Regions from separate parts of the Mus musculus genome. Here region 1 is linked to region 2. The links are chromatin contacts, called in public HiChIP or PLAC-seq maps. All regions are on one chromosome and are shown on one strand. The core of a region is the stretch at or near the end of the contact, and the rest is flanking DNA. Distances in the headings are between cores, read along the strand shown.

What was found. HiChIP or PLAC-seq counts read pairs in DNA pulled down with a chosen protein or histone mark.
Region 1: a contact with region 2 is called in an H3K27ac HiChIP or PLAC-seq map of T-cell acute lymphoblastic leukemia, with 4 times the contacts expected there. The contact joins two enhancer-like sites. A contact is called at or near these places in 3 of 484 Hi-C or Micro-C datasets (cerebellum, embryonic stem cells and myocytes) and 1 of 115 datasets of contacts at active chromatin or transcription factors (T-cell acute lymphoblastic leukemia).

The regions. Positions count from the first base shown.
Region 1 is chr2:33,942,107-33,947,783 of GRCm38.p6, reverse strand. All of the region lies in intron 1 of Gm39793 (a long non-coding RNA gene), which reads left to right. Gm13404 (a long non-coding RNA gene) reads right to left here and starts at 5,525. Exons shown (of 5, transcript XR_866147.3): 1 at 5,439-5,525. It overlaps Gm13403 (predicted gene 13403), which reads left to right and starts at 5,653. Exons shown (of 3, transcript NR_166611.1): 1 at 5,653-5,677. Within about 2 kb of position 1,418, at least 3 of the 459 cell types and tissues checked have an H3K27ac peak or open chromatin away from gene starts, as enhancers often do. A contact at or near this core is called in T-cell acute lymphoblastic leukemia, where this site is marked.
Region 2 is chr2:33,663,679-33,668,953 of GRCm38.p6, reverse strand. No RefSeq gene overlaps it. Among named protein-coding and RNA genes, the nearest start is that of C130021I20Rik, 25 kb to the right of the region's middle. Within about 2 kb of position 3,478, at least 50 of the 459 cell types and tissues checked have an H3K27ac peak or open chromatin away from gene starts, as enhancers often do. A contact at or near this core is called in T-cell acute lymphoblastic leukemia, where this site is marked.

The DNA of each region.
Region 1 (5,677 bases), core at 169-2,668, 280 kb before region 2:
TGGAATTGAACCTGGGTCCTCTGGAAGACCACCCCCTGCTCTTAACTGTTTAACCATCTCTCTAAACCTCTGTGCACGCGCACATGTTGTATGTATATTTTTTTGGTTAATTTTGGAACAACTTGTAAAATTCTACAGAAAACACCACAAAGTTGTAAATGCTGTTAACATTGGTTTTAACTATTTGGAGGTGAACGTCCTGCATTTTCCAAACTGCTTAAACTCTGTAATTGGATGCTGAATTTGTTAATTTTCTCACTGCTATGACAAGTTACCTAACCAACTTAAGAAAAGAGGAGTTTATTTTATCATACATTAGGAATGTGGGCCATCATGACTGGGAAGGCATAGTGCATCATGACAGGAGTGTGAAGGCCTGCCATGACCAGGAAGGCATGCAGCAGGAGTGTGAAGACCCACCATGACAGAGGAGGCATGCAGCAGGAGTGTGGAGCAGTTGGCCCCACTGTCTACAGTCAGGAGCAGAAAGTGATATTTGCTGGTGCTCAGCTCACATCTTCCCTTATGCTCAGTCAAAGTTTTCAGCCCAGAGATCCTAGTTTTACTGTGGATCATCCCACCACAACGTAATCTAGGTAAGACTCCACAGACACGCCAGGAGATTTGTTTCCATGGTGATTTAAAACCCCATCAAGTCCACAACTAAGATGCATTCAGTAAGAGAGCATATCTTTGGACAGGGATAAACATTGGTGGAGTGCCTGCTTCTTGCAGCCATAGTCCCAGAAACTCACAGAGGCAGAGCCACCCTCTGCCCTCCTGTGGATTAAACTTTTCAACTGTTAAAAGGGAGAAACATGGCTTTTGTGAATTGGAGAAGGATTAATGTTCTTAAGAGCTAAATGAAACAGGTTGGAATTGTGTGTTCTGTGTGGGTTACCGTGTGTGACGCACACCTAGTAAACAACTGTATTAACGATATTACTCATCTCCTCCATGTTTTTGTTTCTACTTTGCCTACTTGACTTGACAAAGACTAAACAATGCAATAATGTCAGGGTAGCTCATTAAGACAGTGATGGTGCAGGATTCATCTTGGTACTCCTAATAGCTTTTGGTTATATATTGCTTTTTTTAAAGTACCATTTATTAGATTTTTTAATATAGAAAATGTTAAAGAATAATCCTACCATCAACATAATCCTTAAAAAAATTGCTCAGACAAAGGGGGAAGAGGGAGGGGGAGGGAAAGAAAGAAGGAGAGGGAGGACTGAGGGTGAGAGAGAGGAAAGAGGGAGGGAGGGAGAGGGAGGGAGGGAGAGGGAGGGAGGGAGGGAGAGGGAAAGAGGATGAATTCAGATCGTCCATACAAACAAAGCCTCAAGCTCTCCGCTTCGTTATCTGCTGTGGTTTGTACCTGGAGTGTTCTCCGTGTTCTGTGAGTTTGTCACAGACCGTGAGAAAGAAAGTAATCATAGCAGTAGTAATAATGTGGTCCCTTTGAAAAGTGCCTTCATTCAGCTTTGGCCTGACCACAGATGAATGAGAACCACGGGCTCCAGCTCCCACCTGCTAGTCCAGCTTCCATCCTCAACCCAGACCAAAAAAAGTTTACAACAGAGACACGGCCAAGCTGGGAGCTGTGGCAGGATCCTGAGCTTTATAAACTTTAAAATAGGATTAAAAGGTAGAGATGAAACCATGCGTGCTTTCAAACAGACGGACGGTGGCAGAGGGAACCACAAGACCTGAGAGTCGTGTAAGACACAGTCTGCCCCTCCTGACCGTCCTGACCCTCCTGACTCAGTCAGTGAGGAAAGGAAGGAAAGGACCCACATTAAAACAAAACAAAAACCAACCAACCAACCAACCAAAAAACCAAAACTGGTCTTTGTGCTCTTGTGGTGCAACCACCATTCTGAGCTGAGTCGGACCTCTCTCTCTCTCTCTCTCTCTCTGTGTGTGTGTGTGTATGTGTATATATTATGTATGTGTATATATATATATATTGTCTCACTTGGGCTACTCTGAGTCTCAGGTGCTCTTATTACGGGATGGAGAGCAGGTCTTCATGCCTCACTCGGATTTGATATCCAGGATGGAGCTATCAAGACACTATCAGACGACTAGGGCACGTCCCTTTCCTTTGTTTTGTTTCATGGCCACAGTTGAGCATTTCCCTCCACATACATCCTCTCTCCATGGTGCTTGCTGTCTTGTCCCTTTCCCAAATCAATGGGGCCAACTGGTCACCCACGGGAACCCCCAATGCTATCTTTGCAAGTTGATGATCTCAGGCAGTTTGTTATAATAACCCACTCTCCTTAGGGTGACCCAAAGGGAGCCACCAGAAGCGGTGTGTCAAGCTTCACCCATGGTGTTGTCTCTTTCCACCATCATTGTCCCACAGAGCCTCCTGCTTCTAGAAGCTCACAGTGAGTTGAGTTGTTTTCAGAACTATGGTCCACTGGGTTCATACCCTGCTCCTCTTGACAATGCCTCTTGCTCTGAAGGTTATGCCTAGAACACCGTTCTAGTTTTATTTCTGTTGCTGTGATCAAATAACCTGAGAAGCAACCTTGATGAGTAAAGGTTAATTTTAGCTCACAGTTCTGTGTTCTGATCCATCACAGTAAGGCAGGAGCCTCAAACTGCTGTTCACATCACAGCCACAGTCATGAGCAGAGAGAAACGAGCATACACATGCTCATTGGTCAGTTTGTGCGCAGCTATACCCTTAAACAGTTCAGGACCCCCTACCTAGGGAGTGGTGTTGCCCATGGTGGGCTGGGTCTTCCCAATCCATCACAGACACACTCACAGGCCAATCTGATGTAGACAGTCCCTCACAGAGACTCTCTCCGGGTAATTCTAGGTTGTGTTGCACTGACCCTTAAAGCTAACCATCACACACCACAACTAGAAACCAAATATAATTATTAAAAAAGCTTACATTGTTCCTCCTGTTGAAAATCCTCCTCCATGGGAATTTTTGACTTTTTAAAAAAGCCTGAGAAGGGCTGGGCTGGTGCCCTTTAACACTCTGCTAGTTTCATTTCAAGCCACCTTCCCTAAAAAAATTTTTGTTTTAATCTTTTTTTCTTCCTCCTCTCCTCTCCCTCATCTCCAGTGCTAAAGCTCAAGCCAGGGCCTCCCACACACATCAGGCAAGCATTCTACCACTGAGCTATATCACCAGCTTGAACAATTAAATTTCTATCAAAGACTATGGATGTGGTTTAGAAGTCAAACAGCACAATGCCTGCCGATGACAAAAGGCGCTGTGGCAGTTTGGGTATGCTTGACTAGAGAGTGGCACTCTTGGGAGGTGTGGCCTCGTTAGAGTAGATGTGGTTTTGTTGGGAAAAGTGTGTCACTGTGAGGGTAGACTTTTAGACACTCCTCCTAGCCACATGGGAGCCAGTGCTCTCCTATCTGCCTTTGGAACAAGATGTAGAACTCTCAGCTCCTCCTGCACCATGCCTGCCTGGACACTGCCATGTTCCTGCCCTGATGATAATGGACTGAACCTCTGAACCTGTAAGCCAGCCCCAATTAAATGTCCTTTATAAGAGTTGCCTTGGTCATGGTGTCTGTTCACAACCCTAACTAAGACAGGCACCATTCCTGCTATACTCCCATTGTCCCTCCCTGAGAGCATGCTGTGTTTGACGAGTGTCCTCTAAAGGTCTTGGTCCTCAGGGTGGAAGGGATGTGTGTGTGTGTGTGTGTGTGTGTGTGTGTGTGTGTGTGTGTGCTACATTTGTGCAGATGCCCACAGAGGCACCAAATCCCCTGGTGGCATGACCTCCTGACCTCCTAACCTTCTGACCTCCTGACCTGACATGGGAACTTTTTTCTTGTATCATGTATTTGATGATATCCTTTCTGTTTGTTCTTTGTTATTGTTGTTGTTGTTGTTGTTTTTAACTACATCATCTATTGTCATTAATTCTCTCCTTCCTTTTTTGCTTTTGTTTTTGAGACAGGGTCTTACTCTAGCCCAGGTTCTCCTGGAACTCATAGCAATCCTCTTGCCTCAATCTTTCTGAGGCCTCACACACACCTCTTCTGGATTCCCTTTGATTTTCAACCCCGCTGTGTTTCCTAGGCATTTCCTTCCAATTCTATCATTTTGACCTTATTTTATGGCCCCTGTGCTGCCTTATCTTTCCCAGGATATTAGTAACACGTGCTAGTATATGTACCACCTCTTTTCCCTCCTGGTTTCTTCTTTCTCTTTACCTAATGCTTGATCTCTGTCTTTCATCATAGAATTCTCACACACACCTGTCAGTGCCCTGCTGTCATTCTTATTCAAATGTGGTGTGATGAGGTGGAGACAGGCTGATAGGATGCTCTGGGCACCCCCAGGGAAGTCAGCAAGAGGGCCCTGCCATTGGAGGGCATCGTACCATCTCTGAAAATGGCTTTCCCAGAACACAGCTCCCTATCTGGCTGGCCTGAAGTAAGAAGGGGATGTGGGCACTGCTCTCACAGCAGTAAGTGCTGTGAGCTGTGTTAGGGACAGGTCTTTCCTGCTGTAGCTTACAGTAACACCCCCAGGGTTAGCCTGGTCTCTCCCTTTCCTCAGTTGCTGTCCCAGGTCCAGAAGTCTCCAAGCCCCCATCTCAGAGGCACTGCCTTGGTAGGAAGTGTGGGTGGTCCCTGACTGTAGCAAGCTGTCCCTGTCTCTCCTGCTACTCCCTCTATCCCCGTGGTCGTGTACAGCCCTTCCCTGGGCCTTCCCCGGCTGCACGGGCTTGGCTGCTTTCCCTGTACAGGCTGAGGACCCAGCTTTGTCTGCCGGGCCAGCCAGGTGCCATTGAGCACCTGCTTTCAGCATCCAGCTCACATCTGGCTCATCCCGCCCCCTCCCCTTTCTCTTCATCCTGGGGCTTAAACTGTTTAAGCTCTGTTAAAGTCCATCTGGGTGACATGTCGTAAGTGAGCAGCGAGCCCTTCAACCTGCCACTTACCTAAACTTCTGCATGTCTTCTCCCTTTAGCTTTCTTTACCTGAGCCATGCCATGCACGCTTGCAGCTCTCTATCTCTATCCCTATCTCATCTCTCAGTCATATATCTCTCTCTCTTTGTTTCTCTCTCTCTCTCTCTCTCTCTCTCTCTCTCTCTCTCTCTCTCTCTCTCTCTCTCTCTGCCTTCCTACATGCCATTCTTATCCTCTGGAGCCTCCATGCTCCTCTGGCCTGCACTTAGCCTGGCTTGCTGTGACTTATCAGACTGTCTCAAATGCACACACACACACACACACACACACACGCTCCTCAAAAGACTCCCCAACCTCTATCAGAAACTTCTGCCATGACCTTTGCAATAAAAAGAACTGCTGCTTCTGGGCCTGCCATCACACCTCCCTCCCTCTTAGACTCAAGGAAAGAAGAGAATCCTTCTATTGGAAGCCCACTAGGCCTGGCCACGACTTCCCCCACCCACTCTCTGGTCACAGGGCTCTTACCCTCAGTAGTTGAGTTGGTGCTGGGGTCCCTGCCTGCTGCCTGCCAGAGGTTCAGCTGAAACAAGGACTCCCTTTGTCTCCCCAGGCCCCTGCTCCTCCAGGATTTCTGAGGCTCACTGTTTTTCTGTGCCCCACCCCATGCTTTCTCCCATTCAGTGCCTCCCTGTGGCCTATCATTTCTCTTCCTTCCATTCTCTCTCTTTCTGTGTCTCTCATTCCTGTTCTTGCTATCACTCTTG
Region 2 (5,275 bases), core at 2,229-4,728:
AGAGGGAATGCAGGGCTGCCGCTCAGCCCTCTAAGGGCCTGCAGATGAACCTGGGACGGACACACAAACAAGCCCTACGTTTAAGATCTTGGGTTGATTTCAGATCCAAACTCACACACTGGCTGGGTGACCTTGGGCAAAGAGCCTGACATCTCTGAACCTGTTGTCTCTTGGCAAATGGCAGAGGGAGAAGCCTGGGATATGTAGGCACCTGGCACAGAGTGCTGGCCACTGGTGATCACCACTCTGTCCAGTCAGGTCTCCAGAGCAGGAGGGGAGTGAGGTCTGCGTCCTCCCCAGGCTGCATGACTCAATTCTTGAGCAACTCCTAAGCTGGGTACCCAGGACTAGCCCAGCTACCAAGGGGCCCATGCAGCCCTGAGGGATGGATCTTGTCCTTGTTAGATGATGGGAAAAGAGGCTCAGTCCTGAGGCCACAGCCTGGAAGAAGAGATGTGACTTGAGGCCTAACCTCATCCAGGACGCTGGGACATCCTGGGGTGGAGGAGGGTAGAGTACGAATCCCAAGGGTCCTCAAGTTTGACTCCCAACAAAGGTCCAGAAGCAGATTCTTGCCAGGTCCTGCTTCTAGAAAGTTCTCAGTCAGTGTGGGGAAGGGGACAGAAAGACATGACATCATCGTGGTTGTCCCATAAGTACAGGCTTGTGGATGAAGGCTTGCATGGCTTACCTGGACACAGAGGAAGGCTCATGCAAATGCCTGCAGGGCACGGGTACCTACCTCCTGACAGATACCCAGTGTCAGGAGACCTGGTAGTTAACTGCCTAACCCCTCAGGGAGGGAGGGAGGGGCTGAGCCACCGGCCTGCAGCTACCCTTGAGAAAGATGGCTGTGTGCACTGGAGAGCAGAGTTTGGGGAAGGCGGGTGATGAAGCTAGTGAGGAAAAGGCAAAGGAGGCTGCAGGACCAGTGTTGCAGCTCAGGTGGGAGAATGCTGGCCTGGCACGCAGGAAGCCCAGGGTTCAAATGCCAGCACCACATAAACAGGAGTGGTGGAGCACACCTTTAACCCCAGCACTGAGAGGATCGGAAGTTCAAACTTGGAATACATGAAACCCTGATGATGATGATGATGGTGGTGGTGATGGTGATGGTGATGATGGTGGTGGTAGTGGTGGTGATGATGATGATGATGGATGAGTTTGGTGACACATACATTTAACCCCAGCACATGAGAAGCAGAGGCAGGTGGATCTCTATGAGTTTGAGACCAGCCTGGTCTACACAGAGAGTTCCAGGCCAGCCAGTACTACGTAGGGAGACCCTGTCTAAACATCAAATGAGTGATAATACAGAATAAAGGAGAAGGAGACGAGGCTGAGAGCTGTGGCCTTGGGAATGCTGGGCAGAGGAGACTCCAGGAGAGGAAGGACGGACCTGGCTGCCAAATTGGCAGCAGAGTGAGAGTGGTGAAGAGGACCTGTATGGGGTGCTTCTCTTCATGGCTCCCTGCCGCCCCACCTGGCGGGACAGCAACCCACCAGCAAGGCTGAGGAGGAGTTCCATGGCGGGCCTCTGGGTCAGGCTAGAGGAGAAGCGGGGGACAGGGGACCTTGAGGAGCAAGGGGAGCAGGTTGGCACCGGGCTGGAACATACACGCACCTGCGTCAGGACAAGGGTGGGGCCGGGGTGGGGGACGGGGAGTCAAGCTACTGCCACATAGAGGTCGACATGACAATGGTGGGAAACAAAGTCAGAAGTCCTGATCGGTGCAGCGGACGGACGCCATGTTGCCCCATTCGGTGCAGCCAGGCCAGATCCCCCAGGGGAGAGACAGAAGCCAAGTGCTGAGGAGATGGGCTGGCCTGGTGCTCGGACCCCTGCCTCTGAGGAGTGTGTCAGGCCATGGAAACAGCACTGGAGATGGTGGCTTGGGAGAGGCTTGGGACCAGAAGGGCTTTGATCTCAAAACAGAGCTTGAGTTCTCAGTGAGTCACAAACTCAACACACAGGAGCCGGCAGCCGCCTGGGGTACACAAGATCTAGCGGCAGGCTGGAAGGGTCTCCAGAGAGAAGGGCACAGGGGCAGGAGCTGGAGGGTGCCATGGACTTTGGAGTCTCACTGACCTAGCTTTGTGAACCTACACATCCACCAGGAGACCTGCAGAAGACCGCCTGGTCCCCAGAGCAGCATGAGGGTAGCAACTGTCCCTGCCCCAGGGGAACAGATGCCTGAAGGGGAAAAAAAAAAAAAAAAAAAACACTTGGCACGGGGCCAGCAAGCAGGGGCCATCGACAAATACTCTCAAATAAGAATAACAAATAATACGGAGGGAGCCAAGGGGCTTGAGGCCGGGAAGCGGCAAGGTCAAATCTGTGTTTTAGAAAGGCAGGGCAGGAGGAGGAGGAGGTAGCCTTGGGGAGAAATGAAAGGTCGTGCCCTTCCTGAGGTATTTCTCTGAAGTCTGTGGGAAGTTTGTAGTGTCAGGTTAAGGATCTGATCGGTTCCATGTTTGGTTTTGATCTAGCTGTTTCCTCGAGTCCTCTCCCTTGGAATCCGCAGGTCTGAGCAAGAAGGTGGTCAGGGCTCTGTCCAGTCAGGCTGTGAGAGGTGGATTTCAGCAAGGAAGCCAGCTGATGGGAAGAGAATATGGAGAAAGGCAGTTATTATAGACAGCATAGATTTGTGGAAAGATCCAGGATAGTAGGGGTCAGACTCAGGGCTTCTGTCCCCATGGGACAGGGTGGTTGGACTCTCAGTCTGTCCCTTGGGGGACATTGAGTAGTGAGCTTCTCTCTGAGCGAAGCCCTCTTTCCACAGGACGTGGTTCACAGCTTCTACTGGGGAAGACGCTGGCATCTGTGAGGGCACCCTGGGACCGTGGCTAGCCCAAAAGTCTAGGATCAGATGAGAGAAAAGAAGAAAGAAAACTAGCTACAATGATAATATATTCACATGGTATTCTAACCATGCACCAGACTTTTCTTCAAATTCCCTGACCCTTGGATAAAAGAGAACGAGACTGAAGGTCAGAGAAGCATTGCCTGCCTGGCCGGGATCTCGTGTTAGATTAGAGCCTATTTCCTGGAAGAGGCTTCATTCAGACACAGCAGAAAAGAGCCTGGGCACAGGTGACCTCCTTTCCAGCTCTGTGCTAGCCTGCTGTGTGACCTTGGGTGAGAACCCTCAGTCAGAAGTCCGATCCTCCCGTGTGTGTTGGGAATCCCACTGGCTCCGGTCTGTCTTTAACCTCGCACATAGTAGGTGCTCCATGGAGGCCGGAGCCCTCTTCCTAGGGCTTCCCTGGCTGGGGTGATTATCTCCATGGAATCCACGCTGTGAAAATAAACATGAACTCAAGTGGCCCCAGTCTCCGTGGCAGCCAAAGGGAAGCTGGGTCCCCAGCCCATGTCTGTTCTAGGCAAGAACAAACGTTTCCCTGTAAGCTCTACCCCCACTGGCTTCTGCAGCCAGCTGGAATGGAGGGGGCAGGGAGAGGCAGGCCCAGTGAGCTCAGCTGCCAGTCAAAACCCAGGCCTCCCTCCCTCCCTCCGGCTCAGCCCCATGTCGGCACCCAGACAGGTAAATGGCCTACAGGGGCCAGCTGGCTCTAGTGGATGGTTTGAGGAGAGAAGGCTCGCATGGTAGCCCTTGGCATGGTTGTTGTCACAGGTGCTATGATTGTCTGTCACCTCCACCCACTCCCCGCCCCCCACCCCAGAGCTCTCAGGGCTGGTGGGAAATGGGGCATCTCAGGACACATCAAAACTCACACGGAACTTGGTGCCTGAGACAAATGAGTTCAAACTCTGGCTCTATCATAACTAGAGATCTTGGGAGTGTGGGGGCTCCACTAAGCCCAGTCCTGCCTGTCGAATCCCGACATCCCGAGTCAGCACAGTGTTCCTGTCCTAGGTTCTGCAACGTCCTAAGTCAACACAGTGCTCCTGGCCAGCTGCAGGTTGGACTCATTAGAATGAGACAACCTCTGGGGGCTGGGGATGGATGGGGGACACCGTGAGGTGGACCTGGGAACCGGGGAGGTGATGGGAGCACAGTGTGTGGGAAGGGTGGAGATCCTAAGAGACATCTTCCCTGGGAGTAACAGTGAGTCACACCACGCAGGGGCTGAGGAGCAGAGGGGGCCTGGACACCACATGGCTGCTCTGAGTGGCAGTGGACATGGCTCTGCTGAGGATGGGGAAAGGACTCAGCCCTCCCTGTGGCCCTAGTAGCCATGCTAGGGGGACCCCCTCCCCCAACCAAACGTAAGCCAGAAGAGTGACTGGACCTTCCTCTCAAGCCACCAGAGTGACAGAAGTCCAAAGGAGGTGAGGCTCTGTGGGGACAGGAGCCCAGGGGCAGCAGTTGGACCCCAGCCTGCATCTTTCTTTCTCCCACCAGGGCCCATGGTGGTGGACTGTGTCCTCAAAATGCAATGGCAGAGTTGACAAAGGAGACAGTGGAGCAGCCAACAGCAGATGCAACTGAGAGCTCCTTCAGAGGACTTTACCATACTGCCCCACTGGTGGGAACTGGAAAATCAACTGGTTTCCTTATTTTAACCTGACATTTTGCAATCTTACTAAAGTTAGCTATTGGTTGGTTGGTTTGAGACAGGGTCTTATTTAGCCCATGCTGGCCTTGAACTCACTATGTCGCAGAGGAGGACTTTGAACTCCTGATCTCCCTAGCTGCATTTCTCAAGCATTGGGCTCACAAGTGAGCATGTTAGGTCTGTCTCCTCGGCTCTTGTAACTTTCCTTGTGAGTTGCATAGGGTTTTCCACTCTGTTAGTTACACCATCTGCAAATAAGCACAATTGCACTTTTTAAAGCATGCATTCATTTATTTATTGAGCATGTACACATGTCTCTGTATGCAGGTGTGTGAGCATGCGTACTGCAGCATGAGTATAGAGGTCAGCGGACAACTTGCAGAAGTTAGTTCTCTCTACCAGGTGGGTCCGAAGGATCGAACTCATGTCATCGGGCTTGGCAGCAGACACCTTTAAACTCTGAGCCATGTATTGGCCCTGTGCTTTTTTTTTTTTTTCCTTTCAAAAATAAAACAGCAACCAAGATTAACCTGTGGGGAAGACAGCCCACTCAGAACCTCAGGGCCAGCCTGCTGTAGGCTGCTGTCCTTGGAGATCTGATTACACTCCTTCCCCTGCTGGGTGTCAAAGGGTTTGTGACATTAAAGCTGAGAAGGTGCCTAAAGTTGCCTAAAGTTGGGAACAGAAACCATAGAGCTGGCCTCTCCCCTGTGGGCAGAGACATGGAGAGCCAAAGATCAGACATTTCAATATT